2 separate regions of the Mus musculus genome follow, and region 1 is linked to region 2. Evidence: chromatin contacts called from public HiCAR-type data. All regions are on one chromosome and are shown on one strand. The core of a region is the stretch at or near the end of the contact, and the rest is flanking DNA. Distances in the headings are between cores, read along the strand shown. Region 1 overlaps Phf21a (PHD finger protein 21A). Region 2 holds the start of Chrm4 (cholinergic receptor, muscarinic 4).

What was found. HiCAR-type assays count read pairs that join an accessible place to other places.
Region 1: a contact with region 2 is called in a HiCAR-type map of embryonic stem cells, with 3 times the contacts expected there. The contact joins the enhancer-like site here to the promoter of Chrm4 in region 2. A contact is called at or near these places in 8 of 39 promoter capture datasets (the 3T3-L1 cell line, the C10 cell line, embryonic stem cells and 4 more), 1 of 15 datasets of contacts at CTCF or cohesin (large pre-B cells), 6 of 484 Hi-C or Micro-C datasets (B cells, the P5424 cell line, cerebral cortex and 1 more), 5 of 115 datasets of contacts at active chromatin or transcription factors (astrocytes, embryonic basal ganglia, embryonic stem cells and 2 more) and 4 of 9 other capture datasets (adipose tissue, embryonic stem cells, liver and 1 more).

The regions. Positions count from the first base shown.
Region 1 is chr2:92,328,719-92,333,453 of GRCm38.p6, forward strand. It overlaps Phf21a (PHD finger protein 21A), which reads left to right. Exons shown (of 19, transcript NM_001362829.1): 10 at 1,797-2,090. Among named protein-coding and RNA genes, the nearest start is that of Large2, 40 kb to the right of the region's middle. Within about 2 kb of position 2,058, at least 11 of the 459 cell types and tissues checked have an H3K27ac peak or open chromatin away from gene starts, as enhancers often do. A contact at or near this core is called in B cells and embryonic stem cells, where this site is marked.
Region 2 is chr2:91,919,226-91,924,208 of GRCm38.p6, forward strand. Chrm4 (cholinergic receptor, muscarinic 4) reads left to right here and starts at 2,964. Exons shown (of 2, transcript NM_007699.2): 1 at 2,964-3,118.

The sequences.
Region 1 (4,735 bases), core at 808-3,307, 410 kb after region 2:
TCTGACCTCCTCTTCTGGATTGTCAGAAGACAGCTACAGTGAGTCTACTTACATATATAATAAATAAATCTTTTTTAAAAGTGGGGGGGAGGAGTGGGCAAGCAGCCCCTTTTTAAAAAAAAAAAAAAAAAAAAAAAAAAGACTAGAAGGAGAATCAACAGCCAGACGAGCCCTTGTGACACCTGGCTTACAGGAGTTGGCATAGGGGTCTGCATCGGGCTTTTCTACCCAGCAACTAGACTGACTCTGCTCGACCCCAAGCAGTCCATCCAATAGAAAGACCAACACTTATGCTCTGAGAGTATAGCTTTCAGACACAGAGAAAAAGGAGTCTGTCTGTGAGGGGTCATATAGTACTAGCATGAGAGAAGACCATCCTCTTATTTATCAGATAGATCTTTACTGTTGGTAGCAAACGTTCCAAGCTATTGTGTCCTGAATATGCTAATTTCCAAGACACAGCTGCAGCAGCATCACAGTTGCCTATAGGGTATTAGCGTCCATAGGGGAGTACGGTAGACTGAACGTGTGGATGGGACACAGACCATTCTGGACTGAGAAAGTACATTCATGATTTCCTAGAATAGTCTACATTCAATGTGAGACCTAAAACCCTAGTAAAGTCTGTCTGATATATTTTGAAGAAGGAATTTTTTAAATGTCCCAGGCTGAGAGTACCAAGTAGGCTTTCATGTCTTGAGTGGAGACACACCATGTACATTCAAAAAGCCAAGGAGATTTGCTGTGGCTGTGCAGAGACCATGAGGCTACCCAGGTTAGACTTAAAGAAGATCCTGGAAAAGTGTCCTGGAGAAGAGCGAGCCTGTGGATCGTCACCATTGTGCAGAGATGTGGGTTGAGTCCTAGCAGCAAGGGGGTCTATGGAAGTGTTTACAGGCAAATACTTAACTGGATGTCTTAGAGATTCCCTCTTTTTGCTGGTAGACAACAGGTTGGAAATGGACAGGAAGCACAGGCTGGACATTAAAATGTCATGAGCTGATCTTCAGAGACTCTGCCTCTAGTCCTAGGCACTTTATATGGACTGCCTGGTTTCTTTGGGTTTTTTTTTGGGGGGGGGGGTTGTTGTTGTTGTTGTTTTTTGTCTGTCTGGTTTTTTGTTTGTTTGTTTTTGAGACAGGGTTTCTCTGTGTAGCCCTGGCTGTCCTGGAACTCACTCTGTAGACCAGGCTGGCCTTGAACTCAGAAATCCATCTGCCTCTGCCTCTGCCTCTGCCTCTGCCTCCCAAGTGTTGGGACTAAAGGCGTGTGCCACCACTGCCCAGCTGACTGCCTATTTTCTTTCTCACAACAGCTGTATGAAAGGCTTTCAGGAAAGAATCAAAGGTTTAGTTCATGTTTTTCAAACTAAAATTAATTAATGTGATATGTTGGTAGATTTCATGAAGCTTTTGTGCTTTAGAAATGTATATAGGTGTAGCAACAAGGTCTTGCTGCTGTATCAGTAGCAGCCATCACGGGATCATTTTAAATTAACCTAAACATTCAGACTTAGAAGTCTGTCATTGGCCGGGCGGCTGTGGCGCACGCCTTTAATCCCAGCACTTGGGAAGCAGAGGCAGGCGGATTTCTGAGTTCAAGGCTAACCTGGTCTGCAGAGTGAGTTCCAGGACAGCCAGGGCTACACAGAGAAACCTTGGCTCAAAAAACAAACAAACAAACAAACAAACAAACAAGAAGACTGTCATGGGCCACACTTGGTACCAGTATGCTTGGAAACACTGGAAGACTTGCTACTTCTGGTAATGCAGATTTTTTTTCTCTCTCTCTCATAGGTTCGACCCAAGCCTGTGGCCCAGAATAACATTCCTATCGCTCCAGCGCCTCCTCCCATGCTTGCAGCTCCTCAGCTTATCCAGAGGCCTGTCATGCTGACCAAGTTTACACCCACAACCCTCCCCACATCCCAGAATTCCATCCACCCTGTCCGTGTTGTCAATGGACAGACTGCAACCATAGCCAAAACGTTCCCCATGGCCCAGCTCACCAGCATTGTCATAGCTACTCCAGGGACCAGACTCCCTGGACCTCAGACTGTACAGCTTAGCAAACCAAGCCTGGAGAAACAGGTAAGGGCAGAGTGTGTCTGCACCTGCTGTGGCAATAGCCTTGCCCTTGAAACAGCAGCTGCTGGACGCTTTCTAAATACTCTTTCTCAAGTGTTCTTCATCTCAGCACCAAATCAACATCCTATCACTTTATTGTATGATAATTCACTCACATTCAAAAGAGCCTTTCTCCTGAATTAAGTTGAATTGTTTTCCCAAGGCTTCAGAGTCTTATGTAAATGTGCTCCCCCTGCTGGCTTTGATGCAGAAATTCACAGACAGGCCCCTCTGCCTCAGGGAGGAAGCACCCCATACTGGAACAGAAAATACCATGGTTACTTTACCCACTGAGAGTCCAAGTGAAGACCCAACTGGGAGCGTCACTCAGGAGCAATAAACAAAGCAGAGAAGGGATTTCATTTCAGAAACTTCCTTGATCATCACAGATGACATAGAACCAAACTGTAACTTTCTAGACTACATGTAGCAGACATTTTATTTTAGTTCAAACATTGAAGCCCTACCTTTATATTTTCTAAATTCAGATTTTTATCATAATTTAGTAAAGTTAGTAAGACTAGAGGAAAACTGGTTACCTCCAAAAATAAAACCTTGAAGGCACAAGAGCAGCCTTGGGGAGAAGGGATTTCTAACCGTCACTCTTTCCTGTCAAGAGAAAGAGCAGTGACAACAGTAGGCTTCAGAGAAAAACAGTTTTCAAGAAGTTGCTTTAACTAGCCATTGGCCTGCTGGGGCAGTCTATAATTTGGAATCCAGGAGGCTTAGGCTGCAAGATGGCTGCCACCTGCTCCCAGCCCTGGCTGCAAGCCAGGACTGCCCTCTAGCTGTAGAGCACTGAGCTCCTTGACAGGGCTTCATGGTCCCATTTCCCATCGCTAAACCTCACTTGACTTTATAAAGAAAAAGTTGTTTTGTTTTGTTTTTTTTAATTTCCATTTTATTTTTCCTTTTCCTTTTCTGATTATATAGATATAATACATGTGACTTAAGGATACAGACATCACAGAAATATAAGTTGTAGAAGATTCTCTCCCCCAACTTATGCATTTTCTGAAATATTTTACAAAATTTTACCTGTAGTAGTTAGTTACTATGAACATTTTCAATCATGTGCTTGTCTCAAACCATCAGTGTCCTGGGCTGTTTCTAATCACTCAGACTTGGTCTCTCATCCATGAGAAAATAGTCTCTGGTGAGTCTCAGTCTTCTGCCTGAGCGGGTGGCCAACCATGATTCAGAGAGCCCGGCCCCTGGTGGGGTTGTCACAGGCTGCCTTGGCCTTCTTAAACAGAAGAATCTTGCATACACACTCCCAGGCAGCAGAGTTGAATTATAAAACTTTGTGTTTAGGAAACACACAAGACAGCTCATCACCATTCCTGCAGAGCCTGCCCAAACACCAGGAAGTGCTATGAGGGCTATTCTGAAACAAATTACTAACACCAACTAAATCAGAAGTTTTTAGACTGTGTGGCAGTCGGGCCTTGGTGCTTAAATATGGAAAGTCGTGTGCTCAAGTACAGGGGCGTAAGGGACAAGTCCTTGAAGCTGTGCTGAGTCTTAGTCGTGCTGTGGGGCCTCTGTGCACCTCAGAAGGTGACTGCACAGTGCCACTTTCCATCACTTCTCTTTTACCTTTTGCTAAGTAAAGAAAAAGCTTTTTGCCAGGCAGTGGTGGCACACACCTTTAATCCCAGCACTCAGGAGTCAGAGACAGGTAGATCTCTGAGTTCAAGGCCAGTCTAGTCTACAAAGCTAATTCCAGGACAGCCAAGACTATACAAAGAAACCCTATCTTAAAAAACAAAAGGGGCTGGAAAGATGGCCCAGCGATTAAGAGCACGACTATTCTTCCAGAATTCCCAGCAACTACATGGTGGCTTACAACCATCAGCAGTGGGATCCAGTGCCCACTTCTGGTATACATGAAGACAGTGACAGTGTGCTCATATACATTAAAAAAAAACATATATACACACACACAAACACATTTTCATCTTATTTTTTCCATTTCTTTTTCTGATTATACAAACAGCATCCATGATTTTAAAAATGCAAATATCACAGAAATATAAATTATAAAAGATACTCTCCCTACAACCTATGCATTTTCTATTATATTAATTTTACTACCAGTAGTTAATTAGTATTAACATTTTCTATTACATACCTCCAGATATTTTCTATTTACTTGCTAACTGAACTTTAAAACAACAGAAGCAAACTATGTGTTTTAGCACAGTCTTTTCTAGGTCTTGGGCATCTTTTCATGTCTTGGACTTCCATGTTAATGGCATCTTATGGTTTGATTTTATTAGCACCTAAGCTCTAAGTTGAAGGCCTTCTTGCTAGTAGTATGGCTTTTCTCTTTGCTAGAAGGAATCTGGTCACTGCAGGTTTAGTTGGCAGGCCATCTGGCATAGTAGTCATACAGATTAGCACAGTTAGCAGGAACTCTCTAGACTAGGTTCTATTCTCAGAATTTCTGACTTCAGAGCTCCCACTGACCTTCTTGTAGGTAGGCTGACATAAGGAATCAAGTAGAGGCCTGATCACAGGATTACTAAGCCTGTGTATATGGCATTCTCAAGTCTTGATAGATTTCCTCAAAGGTTATGACCATATTCACTTACTGAAGATACGTA
Region 2 (4,983 bases), core at 1,714-4,213:
GTGCTGCTTCACTTGTCAAGCCCGTTAAGAAAGTGGGAGGGAGCTGGGCGTGGTGGCACATGCCTTTAATCCCAGCACTTGGGAGGCAGAGGCAGGTGGATTTCTGAGTTCGAGGCCAGCCTGGTCTACAAAGTGAGCTCCAGGACAGCCAGGGCTACACAGAGAAACCCTGTCTTGGAAAAAAAAAAAAAGAAAGAAAGAAAGAAAGTGAGAGGGGCTTTAAAGAGGTGTAATAAAGAGCTGGAGAGATGGCCCAGCAGAGAACAACACTGGCTGCTCTTCCAGAGGACCCAGGTTCAATTCCCAGCACCTACATGACAGCTCACAACTGTCTTAACTCCTGTTCCAAGGGATCCAACACCTTCATACAGATAAACATTCAAAACACCAATATACATAAAAATATTTCTTTAAAGTATAGTAGAAAATCCAAGGAACTGCCAGCAGCTGGACTACCACAGGTAGGATACTGGGTGGAGGTGGGGATGGTGAGAATTACAGGTTCTGACACAACAAAGATGAAAACAAAAATGGCCAAGCAAGTAATGCAAACTGAGGTACTGTGAACTGTATCTGCAGTTCACTGTAGGGTACTGCCAGTGGATTGTGTCAGTAAACATCCACTAGCTGTGTGACTTTGGACAAGCCACTTGCCTTTTCTGTGCCTTGACCTTCCTTGCAGGAGTGTACTACGGAACTCCTTCAATTTACTTTCAGACCCATAAAATCAATCAAACCACTGCAACTCGCAGAGTACAGGCATCTTGAGACCTGCCTTCCTTTAAGGGAAAGAAGTTGAATTAAAATATTTGATGGGTGGAAGGACACCCACTGCCAAGCTTATTCTACTACAAACAGATGTATGCCTTGGTTTGACAGGAGAGACTCTGAATTTCTTGAGTGTAAACAATGTGCTAAGTGTGCTTGATCTACCCCCATCAAAACCCCTCAAGTAATGACTTCAGTTATCAGGACCACGTGACTAACAGCCAAGGTACACACAGCTGGGTCTGTCATCAACACAGAAGTCAAGGCACAGGGGAAACCGAACATGCTCTCTAGTTGATTGCAAACAGGATATAAAGAGGGTTTGTGATATAGTGGTCTAAAAGTGAGCATGCCTTAACTACCCGTTCTGATTGGTTAGTCATACCTTGTCTCCACACCAGTTCCTTAGGAAGTCCACATCCAGGGAGAGCCTCCTTAGTGGTAAGCCTTTGCAGGACCCCTTACACATTACAACCACATGGTGTCAGCAGGATAAAGACTGGTAGTCCCTTAAGAAAGCGTTCCAAGACCCAGTTAGAACAAAGAAAGCAGAGAGACTAAATTGGGTCCCCTAGTTCCAGCTCAGCTTTCCAGAGTTCACCCGTGAGCTCTGAGATGTAGGTGGGTGAGGTAAAGGCCCAGGCTTCACAGATTGCATTGGCTTTGCCCGTGGTTGGAGGCGTTTTTGTTTTCTGGACCCTCCTGTCCTTAACAAGTCTCCTCATTTGACGGCTTAACATTCTGCCCTCTCCCATACACACAACACTTTCACTCTCCCAAGAGCACCCTGCTCCTGGCCCCCAGGGAGGGGGATATGGTAAAGTGGAAGATGTCGGTAACAACTGAGCCTCTCCTCTCCTGTGAAGTGGGGGCAAGAACAATAGCACTTCCTTCATTTTTTCCTTCAGAGGATCATGGAAGACCAAAGCGCCCATGGGAGGGAAGATGGCTTCTCACACTAGCCTGCCCTCAACTTTGTCCAATGTTGACGTCCCTCTCTTCAGCATGGAGAAACCTGAACCAGGAGCCTTCTCTCACGGACTCTAGCTCAAGTCTCCACTCATTCATTCTCTGTTCCTAACTCCTCTGTCGTTACAAAGCTATCCCTACCACTACCACTGTCCCCAGGAGCCCCTACCAGCCCTTGCAGGAGAGTAGAGGAGAGCTGAGACTCAGGTGGTTTTTCCAAGAAGTCAGCCGGCTTAAAGTTAATTGGCTGTTGACACTCAAGAAGCTTTGTGGGTGACCGGTACTCAGGACCCCGGGCGCGAAGGGGTGCATTCAACCCTGGCTGGCGGGTGCTTGATCTGAGCAACTGGCCTTCGCACCAAGGACGTGTGGGGCTGTCCGAGGTGCTGAACCTGCCTACTTTGGGCCTTAGCCTAGTACTGTTGCGGGAGGTCTAGGAGACTGGACTTTCCTTCATGGCCTGTTCTGTCCCAGGTGACCTTGGGCACCTGGCTTCCCCACATAGGCAGCGATGAACTCATTCGCGGCTGGATAGGAGACTCGTGCCATCTTCAGTCTCACAGCTAATGCGCGTCCCTTCCCGGGCGTGGAGAGTGACAAGATCTTTAGCCAGGGTAGATGCTCGCCTGTCCAGTCTCACCTGCTCTTCCCCAGGCCCCGACGGCTGCAGTCTTTTGGCTGTCCAGCGGCTATCAGGCAGCGCTCTGTCCCGACAGAAGCACGTTGCTAGATCTGCCCCGCCGCACACCAGGGGCCTGTTGGGGCCAAACCCTCAAGACCAGGATTTAACCTCAGGCGGAACGACGAAGGGGCTACAAGCCGTGGAGAGGTTCGAAAACACTTCGGTGTCCAGAGTGCGTGGTTAGGGCGGAGGCGGGGCTCATAGCCAAGCTTGGCCGCCTGGTTCTTCCCCAGCCCGCGAGGGGGCGCCTAGTCCCCATGACAACGCGGACAGCCCCCACCCCACCCCCCGGAGGGCAGAGCCGGAGGCTAATCCTCCCTGGCGACTGTGGGCGGTGCCCTCGGTGCTGGAGTCCGGAGTTGCGGGCCATCTCCCGGGAAGGGTGTGAGCATCAAGGGTGCCTGACACTCCAGGTGGTGACCCCCGCGCGTCGCCGCTGGGTGACCGGCCCCGGGCGGGCGGTGCGTCCCCACCACGATTGGCTGCTTCCCTGTGACATCACGCGGCTCGGAGAAAAGTGCGAGCGTGAGCGCGAGTCGGAGCCACAGCGCCGGGAGCTGCAGGCGAAGCAGGGGCCGCCCCTTGGCACCCTGTCCCCGCCCCCGGCCCCCGGCCCAGTCGCCCACCCCACCGACTCGCAGGGCCTCTGGCTAGTTCCGCCGTCTGTCCGGCGCCAGCGGAGCAAGACAGAAGCAGCGGGTGAGTAACTCCGCGGAATCGCGGGGGCGGGGGGCTTCTATGCAAGATGAGGATGTAGGGTTCTGGGACCCCCTGAAGGTCTCCAGAGGTGGGTCGGGCTGGAACAGGGCCCCAGACCCCTTTGAAAGGCAAGCGCGGTGCGGAAGGGGCGGAGAGCTCAGAGATGGGGCACCCCTCTGGAAGAAGGACCCCAGGTCTCTAAAAGGTTTCTCTAGGTGAACCTCTAGGGATTGGTGATCATTGAGAAGGCTAGGGGAGGAATAGTCCCAGCCCACAGCCCAACCCCGAAGCAGAGCAGCCGTCGGGTCAGGACCCACACTCCCTCACTCCCTCCCGTTGGCTCTTCTTCAAGGCGCCGGAAGATGAAGCCCCAAAGCGCCCGTTTCCCGCCCGTCTCCCTGCCCTCCGTTCCCACCTTGGCCCACCGGGAGCCTCCAGTACGCTCTAGCCCGTTGGAGTCCTCTGTCCGCGACCTTGAGCCCCGACGGAAAACACCCCTGTTCTCTCCTGTTTCCCTTCCCCCTCTCCAGGAGTACCCTCTCTTTTACTCATCCGGGGAGATACATCTCCCAGCCCTCCACCCTCCCAGCTCTTAGAGGAAGTGTTAGGCACAATGATTTGGCCCAATATCCAGCACCCCTCTCTCTTCCCCTAAAGTACAGAGGCTTCTCTCCGCCTCAGGAACAGTCCTGGGGGCCATAGCTTTCCTGAAGTGATCACTTAATAATCGAAAATCTACCCCACGGGCGCCCAGAGCACCCTTTCCCGACTTGTCCCCAGCAGGGGTAGGGGCTCGAGAACCCGCGGAAGCACATTGCCCACGCCCAGAGACTACAGGAACTGCGTGCCTGGGGGTTGATGGGAGGGCGGGGCATCGGAGAACCTTGGCCCTTTCGACCAGGACCCAGACGTGATGGAGCCGGGAGATGGGCCCAAGGGTAAGCCCCGAGATTGTCTTTGAGATAGACCTGAGCCCACAGCTTGGGAACTCGGTGCCTATTTTGACTGACAGGACTAGACAGGGCCTCTCCAGGGGTTGCGGGTTGAAGAGTGAAGAACAATTTTACCCTCCTGACCCAGGCCTCGACTGGGCTCCCCGTTTGGAGGCTCTACCCCTGCCCTCAATGCGTAGGGCACATCAAACTGAGCTCGGTGACCCTCACGGCTCGACGACTATCGCAGAGGCTTCTCGACAGAAGTCAGCCCACTGCTGGGACTGCACGCTCTCCATTCTTGACGATGCAGTTAGGACCAGGTGCCTGGGGCCACTAAGATAATGGTTCCAAAGTCAGGGTTTCTTCGCAGCCCAAATTTTGCTCCTTTCTCAACCCTTTCCCCACCCACAGACCGGGCGCTTGCCGGTGGTTCCCGCCATGGGAACTGGTCATTCGCTGATAGTCCAGCATTTGCTCCCGCACACAAATTCGCGGTTACGGCCACCCAAGCTCTATGGCCAGACACGCACACACATGCACACGCACGTGTCCACATGGCGCTGGTATGCTCACACGTTCAAAGGCGCACCGGTATCCAGGCGTGGCGGGGCGCACACTGGCACATGCAAACAGCTACTAGTGTCTACTCGAGCTCCCGAGTAGTCACACACAAACACAACTCGCACTCGTTTTCCCACCTACACGTTCCTTGATGGGTGCCTTGCGGGGTGCGGGTGGAATCCCGACGCCCTAAAGTTTTTCATCCTCGAAACCCTGGCCGAACCTAAGGGACCTTTGTGGCAACCTGGGACCACGGAGACAGGCAGTATCTCCCTCCCTTTGCTCCTTTGTGGGAGAAGCCCTGCCCTGACGCTTTTCTGTATTTGCGGTTTACTCTGGGACTTGACGTGGTGAACCTCCGGCTCGGGG